2 separate regions of the Mus musculus genome follow, and region 2 is linked to region 1. A link is a contact called in public HiChIP or PLAC-seq data. All regions are on one chromosome and are shown on one strand. The core of a region is the stretch at or near the end of the contact, and the rest is flanking DNA. Distances in the headings are between cores, read along the strand shown. Region 1 overlaps Psen2 (presenilin 2). Region 2 holds the start of 2900024J01Rik (a long non-coding RNA gene).

The links. HiChIP or PLAC-seq counts read pairs in DNA pulled down with a chosen protein or histone mark.
Region 2: a contact with region 1 is called in an H3K4me3 HiChIP or PLAC-seq map of forebrain, with 5 times the contacts expected there. The contact joins the promoter of 2900024J01Rik here to the enhancer-like site in region 1. A contact is called at or near these places in 2 of 484 Hi-C or Micro-C datasets (cortical neurons and embryonic stem cells), 9 of 115 datasets of contacts at active chromatin or transcription factors (bone marrow-derived macrophages, embryonic forebrain, embryonic stem cells and 4 more) and 1 of 9 other capture datasets (embryonic stem cells).

What each region holds. Positions count from the first base shown.
Region 1 is chr1:180,221,837-180,227,548 of GRCm38.p6, forward strand. Psen2 (presenilin 2) reads right to left here. Exons shown (of 11, transcript NM_001128605.1): 11 at 5,168-5,712. It overlaps Gm37336 (a long non-coding RNA gene), which reads right to left and starts at 562. Exons shown (of 2, transcript XR_865771.1): 1 at 1-562. Within about 2 kb of position 4,200, at least 272 of the 459 cell types and tissues checked have an H3K27ac peak or open chromatin away from gene starts, as enhancers often do. A contact at or near this core is called in bone marrow-derived macrophages, cortical neurons, embryonic stem cells and 2 more, where this site is marked.
Region 2 is chr1:180,774,036-180,779,918 of GRCm38.p6, forward strand. It overlaps 2900024J01Rik (a long non-coding RNA gene), which reads left to right and starts at 3,926. Exons shown (of 3, transcript XR_373751.4): 1 at 3,926-4,024.

The DNA of each region.
Region 1 (5,712 bases), core at 2,950-5,449:
GAAGTCTTGCCATACAATAAATAACAGAAAAAATGCAAAACAAAACACAAGTCACAACACCCAAGAGGTAGATGCAACCCAAATGTCCACCATTGCGGGGGGGGGGGGGGGTCAGCTAAATAAAGACCACATTTATGCCCTCCCGCACAGTGGAACACTACTCAGCCTTTTACAGAGGGAGGAAAGCTCTTTACTTTCTGCAACACAGATTGAAACCTGAGGACACTGTGCTAATTGAAATAAGCAGACACAAAACAACCAATACTGCATGAATCAGCTCATAGGAAGGATCTAGTGTGGTCAAACAACAGCTAATAGGTTAGCTGGGAGCCCCAGAGATGGGGCAGTGGGGGGGGGGGTGTTTAATGAGTACCGAGTTTCAGTTTTGCAAGATGGGAAAGTTTCAGGGCTCTGTTTCACAACATCACAAATGTGACCAGCTCTGCTGATCTGCACACCAAAAACTTGTGAAGATGACACATTATGTGTGTTTTAAACACACATGCACACACACACCACACACATATACCACACCATACATACACACCACACCCACACTCACACCCCACACCACATACACATACCACATCACACACATCATACATACACCACACACACACATATACCACACCACATATATACACACAAACAACACACATACATACACACCACACACACTACACATACAAAGTAGAAATATACCAACTAAATCCCACATGTAGCCATTAGATCCCATCCCTGTGCTGTTGTTACATGGGCTATGGGGACAGAGAAATGAACAACCCACAAAACCAAGTTCCCTAGGAATTAGCTGAAAGTCTATTTTTCCTCAATAGACAACATGGAACTTACATTATAGAAAAATGAAGAAAGTTACTGGAGCAAACAGTCACCTCCTTTCTACCATTTCTTACTCACTAACTGAACTCTGGTCTGTATGCTGATATCCACCCCTGCTCCATGAGCTGGTCTTAAGGCCAGCATGACAATTCATGTCTGTCAGCAGTGGTTGGTTTAGGCAAGGTTACAATTTTGACCAGTGAGGTTCAAAGAAAGAGCATTTGCCTGGGAGTTTCTAACAAAAGTTTTCATTGACCAAAAAAGAGTGACTTAATCAGTTTTGCATTGCTGTAAAAGAATACCTGAGACCTGGCAATGTATGAAGACGAGAAGTCTGTCTGGCCCAAAGTCTTCTCCTTGGCCAGGAGATCCAAGAGCCTGCATCTTCTCAGCATCTGGGGGAGGGCGTTCTTGCTGCTTCATGACAAGGTGGGAAGCGTCCCCTGCAAAAGACAGCAAGCACGCCAATCAAGCCTTCTCTTCCTCCACTCCTCTCTAGGTAGCTGCAGCCTCCTGGTGTTCCTTGGTTCCACTCATGAATACCTGCTGTTAAACCATCCTGTGGTGTCCCTGGCTGGGGTCCCCTCACAGTACTCCAACCTGAGCATAGCACACATGCTCCAAGCAGCTCTCCTTCCTGTATCTTTCTGTGCATTTGGAAGTGGAAACATCTTTCAGAGAATCAAAACCCAGGCTCTGTCTCCACGTGGCCAGGAACACACCAGGCCAGGAACACACCAGGCATATCTTATGTGGATGAAGGACTCTGGCCTCCTCTGATCAGCCCAGGTCCTGTCTGTGCCCACTGCTCCTGGAGTCCCTCCACTGCACTAGCCTGCGCACTGCCCGTAACCCATGTGGGCCTAGGATGGTGAGATCCAATAGCCAGAACTGAATAGCAGCAGGCAGAGACCAGCCAGTGTCTGGGGCTGTCCTCGTTCCTTAGCTGTGTGCAGTGCACCTGCCCCGTGTCTTACTCTACAGAGTAGACTCCCTGCTGCTGCTATTTGGAGATTGCGTAGTTCTACCAGAGCTTTGGAAATCCCTGAATTACTATTTGGCTCACCTGTATACCCTCATCCACTCCCCCCCCCCCCCCGATTTGTTTTAATTTCTTTTGAGACAAGTTTTCTCTTTGTAGACCTGGTTGCTCTGAAACTTGCTCAGTAGACCAGGCTAGCCTTGAATTTACAGAGATCATCCTGCCTCTGCTTCCTAAATGCTGGGATTAAAAGGCATATGCTACCACAGCCTGGCTCTCCCCTGACTTTTTTTTAAAGTGGTCCTGCAGCCTGAACATCCTCCCACCCATGGGGAGGAGTGGGGAACACAGAGGAGAGAGAGGACGGAGCCTCGAGTCATGTTATCACTGTGTGGGTCTCCGGGTCTCATACGGTGGGCACGTGTGTTGCTTCCACACGTTCCATGCTGTGCAACTGAAAGGCTTTGCCTCTTTTGGGGTGACTGGGTACAGTGCTAGACTGACCTCCCTCTGCCTCGAGCTCCTGGGGCCAGGCGCTCTCAGAACTGGGTCTTCTCTCCCCCCACCCCGCGGCTCCATTCACCTGCAGGCCTGGAAGAGCCAATGTCATGCAACACAGCAGAGAATCCAGATGTCCACTACTGCTTATGGAAACTTGGTATATGTTAGGAGAGTTCGACAATACACTGGACAACTGGAGAGAGAAAACAACAGAAAACCCCAGTCACCTCCCTCCTAAATTAAAAGAAGAATTAAAAATCTTATCGTCAAAATAAAAACATTAGCTTTTAGAAAAGCCTTGACGGTGTAGAAAGATTTCATAAGATTCCAAGGCAAAAGATACATGAAGCATCACACAGTCTCAAACTAATTTGGCACAGCAAAGCACCCCCACCCCGGGGAGGGGAGGGTGTTTGCACCACGTTTACAGACAGGTTTCAAGATGGACAAGAAAACACAGGAAGAGACAGTGAGGTGACACAGTCGGTAAAGACATTTGCCACAAAGCCTGACCATCTGCGTTGAGTCCCTGGGGCTGATCCAGTGGAAGGGAGGAACAGACCCCTGCATACTGCCTCCAGCTTCCAGATGTGTGTAGCTGCTCTTTGCTACTTTGTGGGGGTCTTCTTTTTCCCATTTTTTTATCCATCTCCAACCCCGCTCCCCGACTACTAACAAACCCTATCCAAATCCCCTGAGTCCAACCCCGCCTCTCTGGGCCCTAGCATTAATACCCTCTGAAAAGTTCCCAGAATTCTAAACACCACACAATTGTAGAAACTGCAAGAGCAGGAGGAGCCTCAGAGTCAGCTGCTGTGGACAGTCGGAAGCAGCCCCACACCCTACACCTGGGATTAAAACGATACAGTGATTCTCTATTTTTAAAAGAAAGCAAAATTTCAGAACTGTCACTACAGGTTTGTGCCATGACACACACACACACACACACACACACACACACACACACACTGCAGAATGATATCATTTCTATAAAGCAAAAAACAACAACAACAACAACAAAAAAACAACCATGCCAACGTCTAAAATAAAACCAGCTGGAGTACAAATTGACTTCACGCCTATCAACAGTCATCATGGATGAGGGAGGGCTCTGCAGTGGCCCACCCTCCCCTGAGGAGTTACAGACAGCTCACAGTCCCTGGGGGACGAGTCACATCCCTTGGTCCTGGAGCGACCAGTAACTTGTCCTTGCTCAGATAGATAACCCCTCCCACACTTGTGCAGGTAGCCCTGAACAGTAATGGGACACAAAGAGCAAGACAAGACACGAGAGTAAAGGAAGAGGACTTGGTGAGAAGAAGGGTCCTTTCGGAAGGGGGTCGGGAGGGCGGGGAGAGAACGGGGGAGAATATAATCAAGGTATATTATACATGAAATTATCAAAGAATTTTTTAAAGGAACAGATTGTCCTAAGAATGGGTACAAAGGCAATAGGATTGATATCTTTTTTTTTTAATCACTTATTTCTGAGACCAATAAGGAAGTTATTAGCTGACTGGCTCCACAGGGCGGGGATGAGGTTTGCAGATCTGCTCAGTGTCCTTTCCAGGACGTTTGGATCTCTCTTGAACTCCTGGGGTTTTTGGTTTTTGGTTTACTGGGTTTTGATGTTGTTTTGTTTTGTTTTGGGTTGTTGTTGCTCTTGTTTTGTCTTTTCCACTCGTGTGCTGGGTCCTTCTGCTGTGAAGAGTTCAGGTCGAATCTACTCTAGGATCTTTCTTTTCTTCCTCGTGACACTTCCACTTCACTTCCCTCAGAGACTTGTGTTTTCCCAGTCCTAACACTGTCTTAGCCAGGAACCGCGGGTCCTTCAGGGACCAACCACGGCTCACCTTGCTCCCCACGCCCCGCCCCCGCGTCAGCTCGTTTACACGGTGGGGCGGGGCACACCTCTATTTCCACTTTCGGCGCTGAGTGTGGCCTCTATCCTGGCTAGCCTTTTCATAAACATCTCCTCGAGCTGCTAAGATCAAAACATTTACCCAACCTTCACCCTAGAACTACTCTGTGGAAGATAAACATTTCCATAATTGACAGTTGTAATGGGCTTTTCTGTTTTCTCCGCCGCCGCCACCGGTGCTTTAATGGCGAGGAATTATCCCGGCATCCTCAGCTGCTCTCTGGTCTCCCAGGCTCTGCTCTGTATCAGTTACCAACTTCCAACATGGTGTCTGATATCAGCAGCATGTGTCCCTGCCCTGCTGGTCTTCTTGGGTCTCTGCTGTGTCTCAGGTAGTGCTACGGGGGAAGAAGCGCCACCCTTGCTCAGTACCCAGCAGTTACTTTTGGAGCACAGGGTTGGGGCTAGCACACACACCTGGGTTTTCTCTGCAGCCCCAGCAGGGCAGTAGCTTCTGTGGTCTCACGTCCCCACCCAGAGGCACTTCAGAGACTCAGCAACCTGTGCCAGGCTGAGGCAGAGAGAAGCTTGCCTGCCTTTCATCGCAGGCAGGAACCGGAAGCAACTCTGAACCCAGGTGGCCCCCTAGCCCTTTGGCTTTCTGGCTTCTACTAAGGACGGACATCTGTCAAAGCAACCACTCAGCTTTTTAGCAACTTCCTTGCAGTATTTCTGACCCCACATACAACCTACCAAAGCCATAGCCAGGGATCTATGTGGTTCCAGCAGGTTTTGTCCCAATACCTCCCAATGCCCTGTTATGGAACTTTTTAGTTAAAGAACCCAGTGCAGAGAGGCCAGGCAGTTAAGCTTGGTCAGGTCAAGATATTTGTGCAGGAACAGAAACCCTAAGACAATGGGTTAAGCCCCGCCCCTAGCCCCTCTCACTACACAGCGGAGAACAAAGGGGCCAAACACCAGCATTCCAGCAGGAGCATCTGTTTATTGGTATCATTATTAAGCCACTTCCCAGCAGTCACTGCAGAAATAAGAACAGGACTTGGCTTCTAAGGTTCTAAAGTAACAGACATCACAAACACAGCACTGGGGACATTCATGACTGCACACGGGCTTTCCACCTCTGGTCAGGGTGATGGCGCCTCCTGGTTCCCACAATGCACCTGTTCCTTCTGATCATCCCTGGAGACTTACAGACGTGGACAGGGGCCTGCATCCTCCCCAACCTGCTCCACACACGACCTCATCCCTGAAGAGACGCTTGCTTGCTGAGCATCCAAGCATCCCACCGGCGCCACAGATGCTCCGACAGGCAAGCTGCAGTCTGGTGACAAGACAGGTAGCACCGAAGGGTGGCTTCTGCTTCCTCATCACGAAGTAAACACGACACGTTTTTATTCTTTTTTTTTTTTTCTTCTTCTTCTTTTGTAAGGAAAGAAAATTTCTTTAAAAAATATATGGCACTAGAGTGTAAAACTATACACCTGCATCCAGTGACGCCCCCATAGCT
Region 2 (5,883 bases), core at 2,676-5,175, 550 kb after region 1:
CCTCTATATATGTACCGTGGCACGTGTGGGTATCCCTCCACAAAATAAATAAAAGTGCAAAAGATACCACTGGTAGAAAGCTAGGGTCTTGCACCGTTGCACTGTGCTGGTCTCGTGAGGACTGTCTCAACCTCCTGTGTAGCTGGGACCAGAGGAATGTGCCAGCACCATGCTTGGCTGGCTCCCTTCTGCCCTTATATGCTTTGATCTGTTGGGCTCGGGTATAGCTGTAGGGTAAAATGATTGCCAAGCATTTAGAGGACCCAGATTCCATCCCCAGCCTACACAGGAAGAAATCTGAACTACGTGGCAGTGTAAGTTACACAACAGGTATGTAGACAAAATCATAAAAGCCAGGCAGGACGGTGTGTATCCTTAATCCTAGCCCTTGGGAGGTAGAGCCAAGAGGACCGAAAGTTCAAGGCCAATGTCAGAAATATAGTGAGTGTCTGGGCAACAAGAGGTCCTGTCTTTAAAAAAAAAGATAATGGGCCGGAGAGTTGGCTCAGTGGTTAGGAACACTGACTGCTCTTCCAGAGGTTCAATTCCCAGCAACCACATGGTGGCTCACAACCATCTGTAATGGGATCCGATGATGCCCTCTTCTGGTGTGTCTGAAGACAGCAACAGTGTACTCACACACATGAAATAAATAAATAAATCTTTTTAAAAAATGCACATGCATGCAAAATTTAAAAAACAAGATAATAACAACAACAACAAGGAAAAAGAACAATTGTTTTATTGTATGTGTACGGGAGCTTTGCCTGCATGTACATCTGTGTACTAGCTCTATGCAGTACTTGAAGAGGCCAGAAGAGGGCGCCTGAGGTCATGGAGCTGGAGCTGAAGAGTTGGGAGCTGCCATGTTGGTGCTGTGAATTGCACCCAGGTCTCCTAGAAGAGCAACCAGTGCTCTTAACCCTTGAGCCATCTTTCTAGCCCCCCACGCCAAAGTTTTATAAATCCTGAAGTATATAAAAGGAAAGTGGAGAATCATAATAGCATAACACAGGAATCCTTGAGAGAACAAGCTGGTGTTGGGGGAGGGGGGACCCAAAGGTAATGATTGATGGGGCAGTGTTCTGTCTGGGGAGGCAGCCGAAGAACCCACTGTAGGAAGATTAGGGGACACAGAGGGAAACTGAGACCTCTGTGACCCTTAGAGACCAGTTCTGCCCGCCAGCTCCCTGCCCAGGCTGAGCATTTCACTCCTAGCTAACCAGTGCTCTTCCAGCTATTACCTAGAATACTGGGAATACCTGGGAATACCTAGGATATTGCTGGGGTTAACTGTTCACCCACTGGGAGAAGAACCTCACTTCTGCCTTCCCGGGGTAGGTGCCAAGGCACTGTGGGCTCGGCAGTAATGAGACAGACAAGAAAAGTGAACGCATGTCCCTGCAGGAGGGGAGCTACCGCTACCAGGAGCCCCCAGCTGGCCAGGGGTGGGATTGGCTTGCCTCCTAGCCAGGTTCAAGGTTCCTAACACAGAGCATCCTTCCAGAGGTGCACCCCTATCCCGCCAGCTGCTCAGGAAGTGGGGAGAGGCTGGCAGAGACGATCTGCACTACCGCAGTAGTGCTCCTCCTCATCCAACGCTCGCGAGACAGATCAGTCCCCAGGAAGAGAGGGCACTGGTTTCAGTCTAGATATCCTCACAGACATCTGAGTCCTTTCCTACCTGAAGTGATGAGGTGATGCCCCAGAGGCCCAGAGTAACAGGCTTGTTCTCTGCTCTGGGATGGGGCCCCACCATCCACTAACCCTTCCTTCATCTGGTGCATGACAAACTGCCCTTTCCCCATAGAAGGGCTGGCTGTACAGTGGGAGGGAGGTCCTCTCCCTAAGGTCCTCCCCTGTCCCAGTCCCCCTTGTCTCTGAAGGGGGTCCATCATCCCACTTAATGTAAATTACACTCAAAGAAATGGTCCTTAGATCCCTCCCCCTTTCTCCCCTCTGTTTCTGTCCGTGACTTCATGTCCAGGACTTGGAATAGTGCCAGGACCACACTCAGGATGGGGCCCTAAGAGAAAATCAGCAACCAAGTAGCAAGAAGACAAAAGAGAGTGAACAAGAAAAAAAAAAAAAAAGGTATGAAAATAGGCTTAGCTGCTTTGGGGTTTTCCTTTGTGTTTATTTTTAGCAAGGATTGTGTGCCTAGCTCTGCAGTAAAACAGCTGATGCTACCAATCTTTGTTCCAGGGATCTGCCCGAGGCAACCTCACAGGTTTCTGCAGCCCAAAGGGAAGGTGATGGGTTGCCTGGCCCACCCAAGCTGAATCCAGAGCATTAGTCTCACAGGACCTTTTCCCTCTCGTGGTACCTTCTGGGTATGGAGGAAACGAGAAGCCAAGTGCTTTGGACAAGGCTGGAAGCTGAAGAGGCAGCCCTGCTTGCGGGCTTAAGCTTCCAGAATGGATCTCCTGCTGGCGTCTGCAGGGAGAGGCTGAAATGCCCAGGAGAGATCTCCACATCAGGCATCCGGAGGAGGCAGAAGAGAGGCCACCACTGTTGGGTCTCACACTCCATTTTGGATTTGCCTTTGAGGATCCCCACCCCCGACTTCCCCAAGGGGAAGGGCTAAGGGAAAACTATTTAGTTGGTGAACCCTACCTTAAGACGCCAGATTCTGGCACAGTCCCCTGTCAAGCTAGTGCAAGCCATCTGGGAGAACCACATGGGCCCTGAGCTTCCAAGAGACCCTGAAGGCTGGAAGGCGGACATTAGGAAATAAATACTTTACCTCTGTCCTTCCGTGTCTCAATACTGGTGACTTGTGGGCACTGCCCTCCACGCAGAGCTGGACAGAGTCCCTGCACAGAATAGGCCTGGTCATCCTGAGCAAGAAGATTAACAGAGCGGGGCAGTGGTGGTGCACACCTTTAATCCCAGCACGTTGGGAGGCAGAGGCAGGCGGATTTCTGAGTTCGAGGCCAGCCTGGTCTACAGGGTGAATTCCAGGACAGCCAGGGCTACACAGAGAAACCCTGTCTCGGGAAAGAAGAAGGAGGAGGAGGAGGAGGAGGAGGAGGAGGAGGAGGAGGAGGAGGAGGAGGAGGAGGAGGAGGAAGATGATTACCAGAGCACCCTGCAGAGGACTCTAGAATTCTGAGGAAGAGACGGTGTGACACAGGGACTTTAATTCATACTCTGGACAGTTAACACTTGAGGTGTCCAGGGATCACCACTTCAGGGATGACTAAATTACTGCTTATCTACATAAACACCCAAAAGAGTCATAAATTAAGGTTCTTTTGCAAAGTGATTTATGTACCATATGTGACCTGAGAGAAAGAGTGATCTGGCTGGCACTTCTGGCCCAAGGAACTTCTGAAAATCCAGCGAGCTGTGGTCTGGGGCTGGAGCTGCCGGTCGTGTGGTTCCGGGGCCGCTACTGCAGGAAAACAGCTGTGCTTCTTTCTAAGAGATCCTGTTGTACACACCAGGCCTTGCACTGAGTAACAAAACAACACTACGACCTCTAATGTCTGTGTCTGTGACTGGAGACAGTCTTGCAAGGTGGTGGCGAGGAGGCCACAAGCTTTCGAATATCAAATTTCTGCTGCAGCGCCTTGCGGCTGTGAAACCATAGCAAGGTCAGAACCAGGGTCCCAACCTCTCCAGGGCCCCGAGGCTCATGGTCTCCCACTGCAGGAGCATACCTGCTTCCGGGACCAGCTTTCTTTTGGGGGAACGGCGCGGCCTAGCGGCCTCTGGTAACCGATGCAAGGATCCCTCTCTTCCCTCTCCCTTCCCCCTCCCGAGTCCCAGCTCTTGGTTTGCGCCTTGGCCTCGGGATCTTCCGGGTCCCACCGCGCGCTGCTCGCGGGCAAGCCGCTGGGCTCTGGCGCCTTGAGCATCCGAGCAGGTCCTGCCCCCGCCGTAGGCGTGGGGACCTAGAGCTGCCCTCCGCTCCTTGTCCCGGGCCAGAGGCGGACACTAGGCGGTAGAAGCAGCTGCAGGGTCTGCCCTGCCCCCGCCCCGCGCGGAGAGCTGCTGCCAGGAACAGCAATATTAATAGGTACAAACTTCCTGGAAAGATTTTCGTCTTCGCGGTAAATGACCCCTCCTTGTCTGCCGGGGCAGGCGACGGGGAAGCCTGGGACCCACAGGAGCCAGGGACATTTGGGACCCATGGAGCTGTGGCTCACGAGAGCTGAGGTTCATTGGTTGGGGACCCACTCGGTGGGCAGGTCACAGACACCGTAGGGCAGGGCTGGGCTCGCCTTGGTAAATTAGGCGTTGGAGCCGCGACGCCCGATTGCCATTCCTCGGGAGCGCGCACGCCCTGGGCCACCCCGCCCGTATGCAGCGGCCGTAGCTCCTCCTCCGGATCGGGCTTCGGGGACCTTTGGTCACTTAGGAGCACCCAAACAACTCTGCAGCTGGTGCCCATAGGTGCGCGTCATTCCTTTCTCTAGAATTACCTGGCCCAGAAGCAGTTGTAGCCAAAGCCACCTCTCTCTTTCCCAGTCGCCAAGAGAGGACGGATCAGGAAGCGTCCCACCGGCCGCTTGGGCGCTGTGTGGTCAGTCCATGCCTGCATCTTGCGGATAGTCAGGTCCCAGTGCCTCCGCAGGAGGCTCACTCCCCGTACGGTGGCTGGAGTTCCCAAACCCTTTTTTTTTTTTACAACTCTGGACAGGGCGCCTGTTCTAGATTGGTTGGAGGTGTTTTCCCACCTGAAAGTCATCATTCATTGAAAATATTTATTGAAGCCGATGTGGTGGGAAGCTTGTAATTCCAGCACTCTGGAGGCAGAGGGAAGAGGATCTCCCATAGGTAAAGTTAGCCAGGTACTGAGCCCTTGACTTAAACAAACAAATTATCGCTACAAAGCAAACACAAAAATCCTCTTTCCCAAAACTTGAAAAAAAAAAAAAAAAGACAGAATTGAAACATACATGTGGGCAGATGGCCATGGAAGCTCACGGGAGGAGAGGCAGGAAGAGGATGGAGCAGGACAGAGCTGTGTAGACGTGTTTAGTGTTGGGACTGGGTGGTTGGGAAAGAGCAAGCCAGCCTCACAGGCTCACTCCCAAAGATGAAGACTGGCCCTGCTGGTTCCACCGGTGGTGTGGGAGTCAGAACGGCAGTTTGGGGCATGCTGGGTTTGATGCACACATTGGACATCCAAGGGTAGGGCGGAACAGATACTGGTCAGACAGGTCTCCATGCGAGATGCGAGACAGGGGAAAACACCTGAAGGAACCACCAGCCAGCCACCTCTGCTTATGGAGTGCGTGACGGTACAGTATGCGTAGGTGTAGCTAGCTTGAAACTCTCTGTAGATCAGGCTGGCCTCGATGGAAAGATCAGCCTGCCTCAGTCTCCTGAGTTGCTGTCATCCCAGTCGGAACTAAAAAATTTAAATTTAACTAATTTAAATTGAAAACAGGTTATTGACTCAGTTATTTGAAAATCTTTATTCTGTCTGAAACAACTAGGGTATAGACATCTGTTTTTTCAATGGCTTTCACATTGGGTGGTTTATAGTCGCCTCTAAGTCCAGCTCCCTGGAGTCAGAAACTCATTTTATTTTATTTTATTTTATTTTATTTTATTTTATTTTAGTGTATGGGTGTGTTGCTCATGTGTCTGTACACTACATGCATGCCTACTGCCCAGGGAAGCTAAAGAGGGCATAGAATCCTCTGGGTCAGCTACTCGAAAATCTTCAACAAGTCCTCCTCCTCCTCCTACTCCTCCTCCTCCTCCTCTCCTTCCTGTTTGTTTTTGTTTTATTTTGAGGCGAGGAGGTCTTTTTATGTATCCCTACCTGATCTGGAACTCTGTATACCAGGCTAGCCTCAAACTCACAGAGATCCTCCTGCCTCTGCCTCCTGAGTGCTGGGATTGCGCTTCCTAAGAAGCCGGGAT